Regions from separate parts of the Rattus norvegicus genome. Here region 1 is linked to region 2. A link is a contact called in public Hi-C data. All regions are on one chromosome and are shown on one strand. The core of a region is the stretch at or near the end of the contact, and the rest is flanking DNA. Distances in the headings are between cores, read along the strand shown.

Region 1 (5,640 bases), core at 446-2,945, 260 kb after region 2:
GTAGTGTGGTGTCTGTTTCTTTCCTTGCTAAAAGCTGTTGATACTGCACAGACTGTCACATGCCCAGAAAGGAAAAACCCCAGAGAGTCTGGTCTGAGTCACAGAGGGTTTGTGTTACATCTCAGATGGCTCGGTGGACCTCACGTGCCTGGGATGCAGGCTGCCTGGCTGCCCGAAGAGCCAGCCTGAGGCTGCACCAAAAAAAAGTGGGATGGGAGAAGGTGACCCCTGAAGGTTGTAGGGCTAAATATAATTTAAGAGTCCTTGTATTTGTCACTCAGGAGACCTTGGGGGAGCAAAAAAAAAAAAAAAAAGCATGAATGACATCTACATCTTTGTCCCCCAGGTTAAGAGCAGTAAGAAACTGCTCAGTGCTTGAGAGCACTTACTGCTTTTCCAGAGGATCAAAGTTTGCTTAACAACACCCTCACCAGGCTCCCAGCATGCAAACCTCCAGCTCCAAGGGGATCCAACAGCCTCTCTGCCTTCTTCAAGCACCCCCAACACAGGTGGCATATATTAACACAGACTCATGCATATAGTTCAAACAACAGAAATAAATCTAGCCAGGTGTGGTAGCACATGCAAGGAAAAAGAAGAAGAAAATGGATTTCGGGGTTGGGGATTTAGCTCAGTGGTAAGGGCTTGCCTAGCAAGCGCAAGGCCCTGGGTTCGGTCCTCATCTCCGGAAAAAAAAAAAAAAAAAAAAAAAGAATGAAAATGGATTTCTGTGAGTTCAAGGTCAGCCTGATCCGAATAGAGTTTCGGCTCCTCCAGTGCTATGATGAGGATCCTGCTAATAGACAGACGGACAGACAGGCAGACAGACAGATGTTATTTAGAGGAGTAAGAGCCATCATCCTACAGATGGGTGGTTCTGGACCCTGCAGGAATACCCTGAGTACGGATGATGCCCACACTGTTGAGGGGTTCGTGCTTACTGTTTTTGCCAGTTTCAAAAGGAGGCAGTAGAATGCAGAAGTAAATGGCTTAATCTTACACCTTAATCAGACAGGCCTGACAGTGAGGCACACTCCTGTCACTAGGCAGTGACCCTGGAGATATGGCTTTGTCATGTCTGAGCCTCCTCCATGTGATGGAAACACGATTAATACCTACTTCCCTGGGTTGGGCTGCAGGTCCATTAAGAGCACGAGAGCCTAGGTTAACACACCACATCACACAGCTCCACTGAAATATGTGGCAGGTCTCATAAAAGGATGCTGTGGCAAGAATACACAGGCGAGGGCCAGTATGCGCAGCCCAGCATCCTCCCAGAAGTTTCTCTGTCCAGGTAGGGTGCTAGTGAACCACAACGCTCACATTCTCATATCTATGCCTCCAACCGCAGTGAGTGCTTCGCCTAGGACAGCTCCCATGGGATATTTTATTGTCCCAACTTTACGGATGGAACAATGAGACACAAGTTTATTCACAGCCCGTTATCCTGCTGTGAGAAGGGGAAGGGTTGTGACAAAGACGGTTTGGTTCTAGGGTCCCTGCCCCTAGCTGCACATACACTGCCCCAAATGACTCTGGAAGTGGAAGAAAGGACAAGAGTCTGCCTACATCCTTTCCTGTTCCCAAATACCTTCTCCACCCTTAATAGCAGAAACTGGCAAACGCCTAGCAGGGAAACACTAGCTCTGCCCACCGGGTTCCAGTATGAGGCAAAGCCTTCAAAGCAAGAACAAGAAGAGTCTGCAGAGAGCTGGGTAAGAGACGCAACGCAGTGGGAAACGAATGAGGTTCAGAACCGAATAAACCAGGACTCCACCTACTACCACCTGATGACGGGGGGCCCCTAGGCTCAGAGACATACTTTCTCAAAATGCTATTTCTCCCTGTCTGAAACAAGGCTTAGACACAATATCCCAGCTAGCTCTACAATGCTAGGCTGTCCTGGTCGGGAGAGGCCACTGCATGCTGGGAAGTAGGAGGGAGTTGGAAAGAAGCTATCCCGGTGAAAGAGCGCCACCTGGTGAGGCGTTCTGAGAACATTCCTAGAGGCTGCTCTGACCAGATCATTGCAACCCAAGGAAGACAATTCCATTCTCTGAATTTCAGATTTTAAAACAGTAAAAGGACATCGGAAACTGGCCGTGATAATAATACCTGCAATTGTCAACCCCCTTCCCCCAACACAACCTCTTACCACGCTATTTCAAAATGGTAACGTGTTGTGAAGAGTGCAGAAAATGAATCTTAGACATGGTGATCATGTGTTCTGGACATGCTGATAAGTCACAACGCTGTCTCTATTTTTTTCCTTAACTTTTGTTTACTTATGGTTTGGGTGGATTTTGTTGTTGTTATTGTTGTTGTTGTTGTTGTTGTTGTTATTGTTTTGAGACAGGGGCCCACTATTATACCTCTGGCTGGCTATGAGGGTCAAGCTGTCCTCAAACTCCCAAGAGGTCCTCCTGCCTCAGTCTCCTGAGTGCTGGGAATAAAGTCATGCACAATTATGCCTAGCTGTTTGTTTGTTTGTTCATTTGTTCATACATTTTAGTTTTTCAAGACAGGGTTTCCAGCTGTCCTGGAATTCACTCTGGCTGTCCTCGAACGCATAGAGATCCTCCTCCCTCTGCCTCCTTAGTGCTGGGATTGTAGACATGAGTTATCGCCACCCCACTACTACTCTATAACTGTAAGCACACAACTTGAGACTTTCCTATGAGAGAGGGTGTGCAGGCAGGGTGGTGCTAACTCTAGGCGTGATGCTGTACAGATCTTGTCATACACTCATCCTGAATGACTTAAATGATATGTATCATTTACCGAATGCTGTCTGATGACTGATGACATGATTAACCTTGTTGGGAATGATTTATTCTTATGATTTCATTTAGCCCCTCCCCCAAGTAACCATGTGAGTAGAGAAGGAACCAGAAGACTGCATCACTCACTGTGTCAGCACCTAAGACTGACAACCTGAAAAGTGTGGACTAACATGGATAATGGGAATTACACTTGATAAACATGGACTTCTTAAATCCATTTGACCACCGCAGGGGAGAGAAGTCAGGAAACTGTCAACGTGCTGCAGTTTGGATTTTAAATGTCCTTCAAAGAGCCATGTGTTTAAGGCTGGGATTCTGGGCCATGGTGTTGCTAGGTGTTGCTGAGAGGAGGCAGAACTTCAAGATATGGAGCCCTAGGGAGAAGCTTTAGGGGAGGCAAGACCCGATGTGAATGATGGGTCTCTGGTCTCTTCGATTATCTGCACCTGAGGTGAAGGGTTCTCTTCCACACTGTGCACTGCCACTGTGATGTACCTCACCCCGGGTTCAGAAGCAAGGGGAGCAACCACGCACAGACTGAGACTTCAAAACTGTGAGCTAAAATAAACCTGCTCTTTGACAGATGTACTGTCTTAGGTACCAGGTTCCGGATTGGCTGAGCTTTGTGCCAATGTTTAGAGGTGCACCCTGGTCAGGGTTGGGGGTCTCCGTGCTTAGTAAACGATCCACTTGGCGGGAAACAGAGATCTGACTAAGCACTTGTAAGATGGACACACTGTATGGACGCACCTAGAAGCCAGAAGAGCTGACTTGCTCCAATGGCGGTGCCCAGGGAGATACCACCAGCATTTGCATCCCTCATGAGGGCTCTCTCTGCTCGAAGACTATCTGCCCCATCTTCCCTTTTGACGACTCAGCTCCTGAGCAGCACCCGTGTCCTGATCACGTGATAACCAGTGGCCAACAAGGAGCAGAGCCCCGGCCGACCGCTAAGCCCATATTTATTCAGAACAGGCCTCTAATTCATCTCTTTCTTTCCCCAGACCTCCCTCTTGTTCCCAGTTCCTGCACAGATTAGCTCCTAGTTCCTCAAGGGACATCTAAGGACATGGAGATTCAGAGGCAGCCACCAGCCTAAACAAACTAATGGCACTGAAATGCGGCTCTTCACCAGGGCCCCTGGCACAAGGTCAATTAAGACAGTCGAGCTGACAACAGCCACAGATACCCTTCACTGAGCCCTTACTCCCTGCTAGCCTGCTGCTAAATCCCCATTGTGTGTACTTTTCCTCTGGAGACAATGCTCACACGACTGCACATCCCAGATAGGATATGTGCTGGTTCGGGTTTTTGGTTTGTCAACTGACATAAGCTTGAGTCATCTGGGAAGAGAGAATGTCAACCGAGGAACTGCCTCTGTCACAGTGCCTCCAACTTGACAGATGGTTGATGAGAGAGGGCCCAGCCACTGTGGGTGGTGCCATCCCTGGCCAGGTGGTCCTGGGTTGCATTAAGAAAACAGGTTGAACAAGCCATGGGGAGCAAGCCAGTAAGCAGCAATCCTCCATGGCCTCTTCTTCCGTTCTTGCCTCCAGGTTTTTGGCTTCTGCCCTTACCCTGGCTTTTCTCTATGATGGACTATGATCAAATAAACCAAGCCAAATAAACCCTCCCTTCCTGAAGTTGCCTTTGGTCCTAATGTTCACCACAGCCATAGAAAGCAAATTCGGCCAAAACCCCAGTGACAGGCCAAAGTAACAATTCTCCCCAGGTCTGCTTTGGTGAACCAACCAGTTTGTGAGGCTTACTTACAGAAGCATGGGTTACCCTCAAAGCAGCTGCATTGACACATGGATTTCCCCATAGCTGTATAGATGGAGTCGTTTCCCCGTCCCCACCCCCGCCTTTCACGTTCTATATACTCTAGATCAGTGGTTTGCAACCTCCCTAATGCTGTGACCCTTTAATATAGTTCCTCATGTTGTGTTGACCCCAAGCATTAAATTATTTCATGGCTACTTCATAACTATTAAATTACTGCTATGAATCGTAATGTAAATATCTGATATGCAGGATTTCCACTGCTCTAGTGTGTCCTGAGACCATGTGCAGCTGGAGCAGAATTATACACAGCTGGCAGAGAGGCAGGCATGGGAGTGGCTGAAATCTCAGGTGAGAGCCACTGACCTACCCCACCTGCTCCTTCTACAAGGCAGCATCCACAGTAGTCACAGCTGCTCGGATGACAATGGAGATGGCTATGTTTGAGGACAGAGGTCCACAACAATCCTTCACCACATAACCTCATTGTATCCTTAAAGGTCTGTAAGTAACACATGCTATCCTGTGTTGCCCAGCATTCAGATTCTGAAGAATAAAGAGTTGTCAGGTTGGACCTTCTAGAAGATGGTGTTCAGATAGAATTAAACGGGCTAGAGAAATGGCTCAGCGGTTAAGAACACTGTCTGCTCATCCAGAAGTCCTGAGTTCAATTAACCCAGCGACCACATGGTGGCTCACTGCCATCTGTAATGGGGTCCGATGCCCTCTTCTGGTGTGTCTGAAGTCAGTGACAGTGTACTCACATACATAAAATTTTAAAAAAAAAGGAATTAAACATGCAAGAGACATCTTGGGCAAAACACTTGTGGAGGAGAGGGAGCCGGGGTGGCGAGGAGAGACTCAAACCATATGTCCTGACGCTATGAAGAGAGAGGGAAGGAGGCTGGGCAGGGAGAGCTTCCAACTGGTGTAACTGTCACTGTGGAGACAGCCCAAGAGGAGACTGGCCTTGGCATGAGCATCCTAGCCAGGCTCAGGAGGCCACAGCTAGCTGAACCCCTTGCAGAAGTTCTCCCTTGAAGTTGAACTGTGCGGTGCACCTCCACGGTGTCAA
Region 2 (5,982 bases), core at 399-2,898:
CTATTGCAGGAGGAGGGGGTGAGGCTGAATAGTGGAGTTTCCTCAACTGCCCTTCCGGTGTCAGGACTGCAGCTCCTGCAGCAAGGAGGCCAGCTGGCTGGGACCACTGTGCTGAGGCTCCACCTCTTTCTGCGTGACTGATCAGACCCCTCCCGGTATGGCTGAGAGAGATGAGTGGCCACTTAGGGGCCGCTAGTCAGAAGCAGCGTGCTCTGATAAACCGCCTCACAGAAGCGTGACTATGGAGAGAAACTGCCTGGGGCCTGGCTAAGGGTTCGGCAGGGCTGTTAGCTGGAAGGAACAGGGGAAAGAGAGGCTGCCATTACTTTGGACTCATTCGCGGACTCCAGGGCTCCCCAGCAAGTACCTTAATGAACGCTTCCATACTGCCGTTAAAGAGTTTATGGCTATACACTGAAAGAGGCCTAGGTCTCCTCATTTTCTGTGGTTTAGGGGGAAGACAGGGGGGCCTAGGGGAAAATGGAACAAAAGAAATCAAGAAAGCAACCAACATAAACATACCGCTGGGAGAGATGCTCTTCAAACCCACAACTGGAGGAGAACACAAAATGCAGAGGGGAGCCCCTGGCCCCCAACACATTCGTTTCCCATGTTCCATCTGAAGGCCTCTGGATGTTTTCGATCTTAGTTTACCCACAGTGCCAAGCAGGAGCAACTCTCACAAAACACAAATGCATTCTACATTGGGGGGTGGGGGGTATATACAAGTAGCCCCTGCAATGCCAACCAGAGGCTGGCATCCTGCAGATCAGATGGAGGGATGAGGGGAGAAAGGTGTCATCTGTAGCCCAAGAAAGCAAGAGACTTTCAAACATAATCCAGGGGCTTCATTTAATAATTTTGGCTTAAATCAGGCTCAACTCCCAATGTACTGAGGGCACTATCTTCCTGACGCCTCTTGATATTTCAAAGGCATATGACTCATCTTTGCTGCATGGCTCTGAGAGCCAGACAGATGCCAGGATTCAAGCTGCACCTTCTTTAGGATCCGTAGGTGGCCTGGAATGCTATTATCCCACTCATCAGTCAAGCACATTTTGGATCACAGCACTGTCAAACCCATCACCACCATATTTAACCTAGTGTCTTCCTATTACACGTGGCTCTGTTCTACAGAAACTAAGCTCAGAGAAAAAGAACAGCGAGTCAGACCCACCTCTACCCACTTCCCCTCAAGTCCAGTTTGTTTTTGTTTGTTTGTCGTTTGGTTGTCTTTTAAGTTTCAAGTCATGGGCATGGTGCCAGGACGTCTTGCCGCCGTCATTTCTAGCTGCACTCTTCTGCCCCGTTAGTCCACGACAGGAGTCAGGTTGAAAGTGTCTTGCTTTGCTTTCGGATCTCCATTCTCTGTGTTCTCTCCACAGGGAGGGGAATCCTTATACCACAGTCCACCAGGAACAATGAAATGGCCACAGACACCAGACCCGTGTCCAGAATTGCTTGCCATGCATAGGCCTGGATTGGCTTATCTGCTCATTTTCTTACACAAACCGGCCTAACTCAATGCTGGGGGCCTTCAGCATTAGGAGAGAGATTTTGGGATGTTCAGAGGAAGCAGCTTCCCAAACGAGGCAGCTTATTTTCAAATGGTTTGGTTCAAACCATGGGAACAATGAGTGTATATTCAGCCAGGCAGGTAATGGGCATATATGAGAAGCAAAGGCTCGCCCCTTCCCCATGTCTTGATTGATATCTGTGTATAGGCAAGAACCTTCTGTTTGTTTCTGAGAAGGGATCTTATATAGTCCAGGGTGGCCTCAAACTTGCTATGTAGCTGAGTCTGACCTCATACTCCTGCCTCCTGCCTCCATCCCCTCAGTGCTGGGGTTATAGGCATGCACTTCCACACTGGGTTTAATGTGCTGTTAGCAGTGGAACTCATGGTCATGCATGCTAAGCAAGCATTCTACCAAAACTAAGGTATATCCTCAGCCCACACAGGCAAGACTCATACAGACTGGGGAACCAATCAACATGAAGAGGCTTGCGCTGCCTCTCTCCCTTGGGCTTACTGTGCCCATGTCCTTCGGCAGTCCAGCCATACAGGACACTCTAGCCAAGTCCTCCTGGATGTTTTTAAGTGTTGAGCAAAGGCTGCTAACTCCAGGACATGCATGGGCAAATGGGCAAAGGAACAAATGAGTCCAAACAGCATGCTATCCGATTAAGGGCACCAAAAGAACGACACAACCGAAATTCCGAAGAGAAACAACAACAGGCAAGATTATCTCCAGCCCATCTTGGATCTATGTGAATTTGGTTAGCTAAGTCCATGTCATTTCCGTTTGTAAAAATAAAATACTGTATCTTTTTTGAGAATGTGTGAAAACAGGGAGTGGGGACTCTCATATAGTGACTCTCTGCTTTTGAATGCTCAAATGTAAAAGCCAAAAAACCCCCACGATGCTACCAATTGTGTTTTGGTCGAACGTTGGGCTCTGGGGTCTGCAGGATTAACCTCCTCACAAGCGTGGGAGGCAAAGGAGCCCACAAGAAATTAAGAAATCTGTCAACGGCCACACAGATGGGATCTATCAAGAGCTGAGAGTTGAATGAAGTTTTTCCTACTCAAGGCTCCAGCACCCACATGAAGTAGAGAGAGCTGTTATCCAGCTCTCGTGGCCGGCAAGAATGGAGATCTTGGTAACAAAAAGACAGAATCAAAAGCTCTAGGGCATCCAGTTGGAGTGTTTTCAGAAAAGAACTCGGAAACGTTTCTGGAGTTTGCTTTTTAATTTTTTGCAAAGTAGAATAAAAGAAAATAAATGTGAGATGGATACACTCCCCCATCTTCCCTGCCAAATTCAGAATGTAAAAGAACATGGAGTCCTCTTTCCCCGACCCATGGTGCACTGGGTACTGCCTGGAATCTCTGACAAGGAAACGTAGCTATCCCAACTTTGAATGACACCAAATCTGTATCAACTTACTGGAATGCTGGGTGGGGCACAAAGTGGGGAGCAGGGGGACAGCTCAGCCAAGGAAAGTGGGGCAGCCTAAGCCTTCCATCTCTTCTGCTGCTCAGTTGCAGAGCAAAAACAAAACAAAAAAACAAAACAAAACAAAAAAAAGGGAGAGAGAGAAGGGAAAACAGGAGAAAACCAGAGGGGAGAGAAGGAAACCAGAGACAATGGCCCCTCTCTGCCTTTCAGCAGGGATGAAAATTAGCATACACTGGCAACACGGTTGTGGCCTCAGAATTAGTCTGTGACAAAAAGCAAGAGATTAAGAATTTCCCCAAACAGCCCAACAGATGTGGGTGTCAGTATTCAAAATGGTGGCAACACTGATGTTCAAGGGCTTGTGGATTCTTGGAAGCTGACTGAAATTGGATATATACCAAGCTGCATCTGATTGGTCGCAACATCAACTATCTCCCTTCTCATCAGGACTAGGGCCTCTTGTTAACCTGCTTAAGGAGGCTGACCTCCCTTCAAATCACAATGATTAAATACTGGTGTTTGCATCTCGCTTTGCCTTGTTTTTCTTTCTTTATTTTTAAGCAAGTCTTCAAAGTACATTAGCACATCTGGTCTGCCTATAGGGACTGCTGAACAGCTACGAGAACTGCAGGGCTATGGCGAATTGAGGCCGTTCACAAATCTGGCTTTAACTGTGAGAAAGGGGCCAACTAGACAAGGGCAAGAGCAATTTGGCTGAAGGAACCTGCTCTGGTGATAATCCCAGATGGCTCTGACTGTGAGACTCTATAGTTGACACAGCCAAGGTACGGAGACAGATCACCCGGGGCCGCTGGGACTCATTTGAAAACCACTTTCAGGTTGACACTGAGGTCCACAAGCTTAATAATGAGCCAGGAAATCTCTGACTAAGTCTGAAATTTGGGACAGGAGGCCTAAGTGGGAGGTCTAGTCATCTGAACTTCAAGTTCCCAAGCCCTAGGCCAAAGCAAATGTGGAAGAGGATTTTCAGAGGGAGATATATATGGTTTTTCTGTGTAGCTCAGACTTTCCTGGAACTATTTCGGTAGATCAGGCTGGCCTCTGATTCAGATATCTGTCTACCTCTGCCTCCTGAGTGCTGGAATTAAAGGCATGTATTAGCACCAGGTTTATATTATGAAAACAAAATCTGTCTGCCTGTCTGTCCATCTATCTACCTATCTATCTATCTATCTACCTACCTACCTACCTACCTACCTACCTATCTACCTACCTGTCTGTCTGTCTCCTGGGCTTTGTTGGGGTTGGGTGGAGCCTGAGACCTGGCCAGGGGAGACATTAAGTCTCTTCTCCACCCTGACCCCATAGCCAGCTGGAGCAACCTCCTGCCTGCATTTTTCAGATTAGGGGGCAGGGGCCAGGGTCCGATTCATCCCACTTTGGTATAAAGCAGGTATAAAGAGAATTATAGTAATATTCTCTTACCAGAAAAATAAAAGAGTAACAAACTTGGGCTCTTCAAAAGTGACCTGAACAACTGCTGTGCCACACGTGGGGGGGTTCCTTGCCTGCAAGTCATCTCACCGTTTCCAAACTGCCTGGGCCCAAATGAACAGCTGGATTCCTGGAGAGCCCTAAATCTCCAGGTCCAACGTACTTAAACCCCACAGCTTCCTGAGCCTTTTCCAAGCCCACTCGCTTCCCCAGGAGCGGGAAGAGTTCAAGGGTCATCTTTGCTCTTGCCAACTAGGACAGCTTTTCAGGACTCTGAGCCATTGGAAAGAACTGCTTTGGAAGGAAAGAGTCACTAGGTCACTTAGACCCCCCACCCTGTCTCAAAATGAGGTAAGATGTAGCTACCGACTGCCATGCATAATAGAGGGCAGACCTCTGGGCCACTGCTAGATTCCTGTTGAAAGTCCAGACACCAGGGCAGTGCTGGCGGCTTAGGCATCTAATGCCTATGAAAGGCTGAAGGCTGCTGAGTGAAAGTGTCCACTGGCTCTGGTGTGCTCAGGAAAAGCACAAAGGGAGATGCGGAAGGAGCCAGGAGGAAGCATGGGTTGCCTCTATTACTGGCCTAGCCAGTGCATCCAAGTTCCCACTAAACTTCAAGCCAAAGTAAGATGGGCAGTGCAGGGGGTTAGGGTGGGAGGTAATCTGGGCACTCGTCCATGTGTAAGCAGCATGCACGTTGGCCATCTGTGCACAGTATCAGCCAACCCCAAAGCCTTAGCCACTGAGGACCCAGCCTGGACCTGGAGCACCTATAGAATAGTTTGAGCAGTGACCATGTAACATCCAAGCGAAGAACACAGCCACTCTATAGCCTGAGGCCTCTGCTAGCACCTTTAGCCACCCTGGAATCAACTATCTTCCACCACCCCTCAGCAGCTATGAAAGCTCCCTCCCTGTGGCCAGCCTGCAGGAGCGTGGCTTTGCCAGTCTAAAGCGAGAACAAGCAATGCAGCCTCAGGAGCCACTGTACCCTCTCCCATCACCCCCATCGCCCCAAAGGTGAAGACTGTCCTGTTTCCCTAGCTCCCAACAGATTATCTTCACCCTACACATCCACCCACCCTCCCACCTCATCCTCTCAGACGTCAGGCAGCCATTACAAAGGACATAGATTCCCCAGCTCTCACCTGGTTGTGCCGCACTCTGCTCTCTCCCCTGGGGAAAGAAAACAAAATTGCATGTTGATATTTAATTGGCTTTGGTTGTTGTTGTTTTTTTTTTTTTTTCCGGAGCTGGGGATCGAACCCAGGGCCTTGCGCTTGCTAGGCAAGTGCTCTACCACTGAGCTAAATCCTCAACCCCTTGGTTGTTGTTTTAAGCTGAGAGCGTTCCTTCCCTTAAAACAAAAACAACAAAAAGATCCCATGTGCCCATCTCTAATCCTGTCCCATGCCCTAGGCAATTGCTAACTTCTGTCCCTGCATGTTTGATAGGCATTTCCTAGAAAGAGGATCACTCTCCTTGTAGTTTCTCTCCTGAATCTTTCTTCTTTAGCTTACCATAATTTGTCTGAGATTCATCCATACAGCATGATTCATTA

Evidence for each region. A called contact is a pair of places that touch in the nucleus more often than the background predicts.
Region 1: a contact with region 2 is called in a Hi-C map of frontal cortex, with 2.0 times the contacts expected there. The contact joins two enhancer-like sites.

What each region holds. Positions count from the first base shown.
Region 1 is chr4:147,688,411-147,694,050 of GRCr8, forward strand. No RefSeq gene overlaps it. Among named protein-coding and RNA genes, the nearest start is that of Thumpd3, 50 kb to the right of the region's middle. Within about 2 kb of position 1,696, at least 16 of the 93 cell types and tissues checked have an H3K27ac peak or open chromatin away from gene starts, as enhancers often do.
Region 2 is chr4:147,428,568-147,434,549 of GRCr8, forward strand. Srgap3 (SLIT-ROBO Rho GTPase activating protein 3) reads right to left here. Exons shown (of 22, transcript NM_001191975.1): 11 at 5,570-5,597; 12 at 368-470. All of the region lies in intron 3 of LOC102548080 (a long non-coding RNA gene), which reads left to right. Among named protein-coding and RNA genes, the nearest start is that of Rad18, 55 kb to the left of the region's middle. Within about 2 kb of position 1,649, at least 17 of the 93 cell types and tissues checked have an H3K27ac peak or open chromatin away from gene starts, as enhancers often do.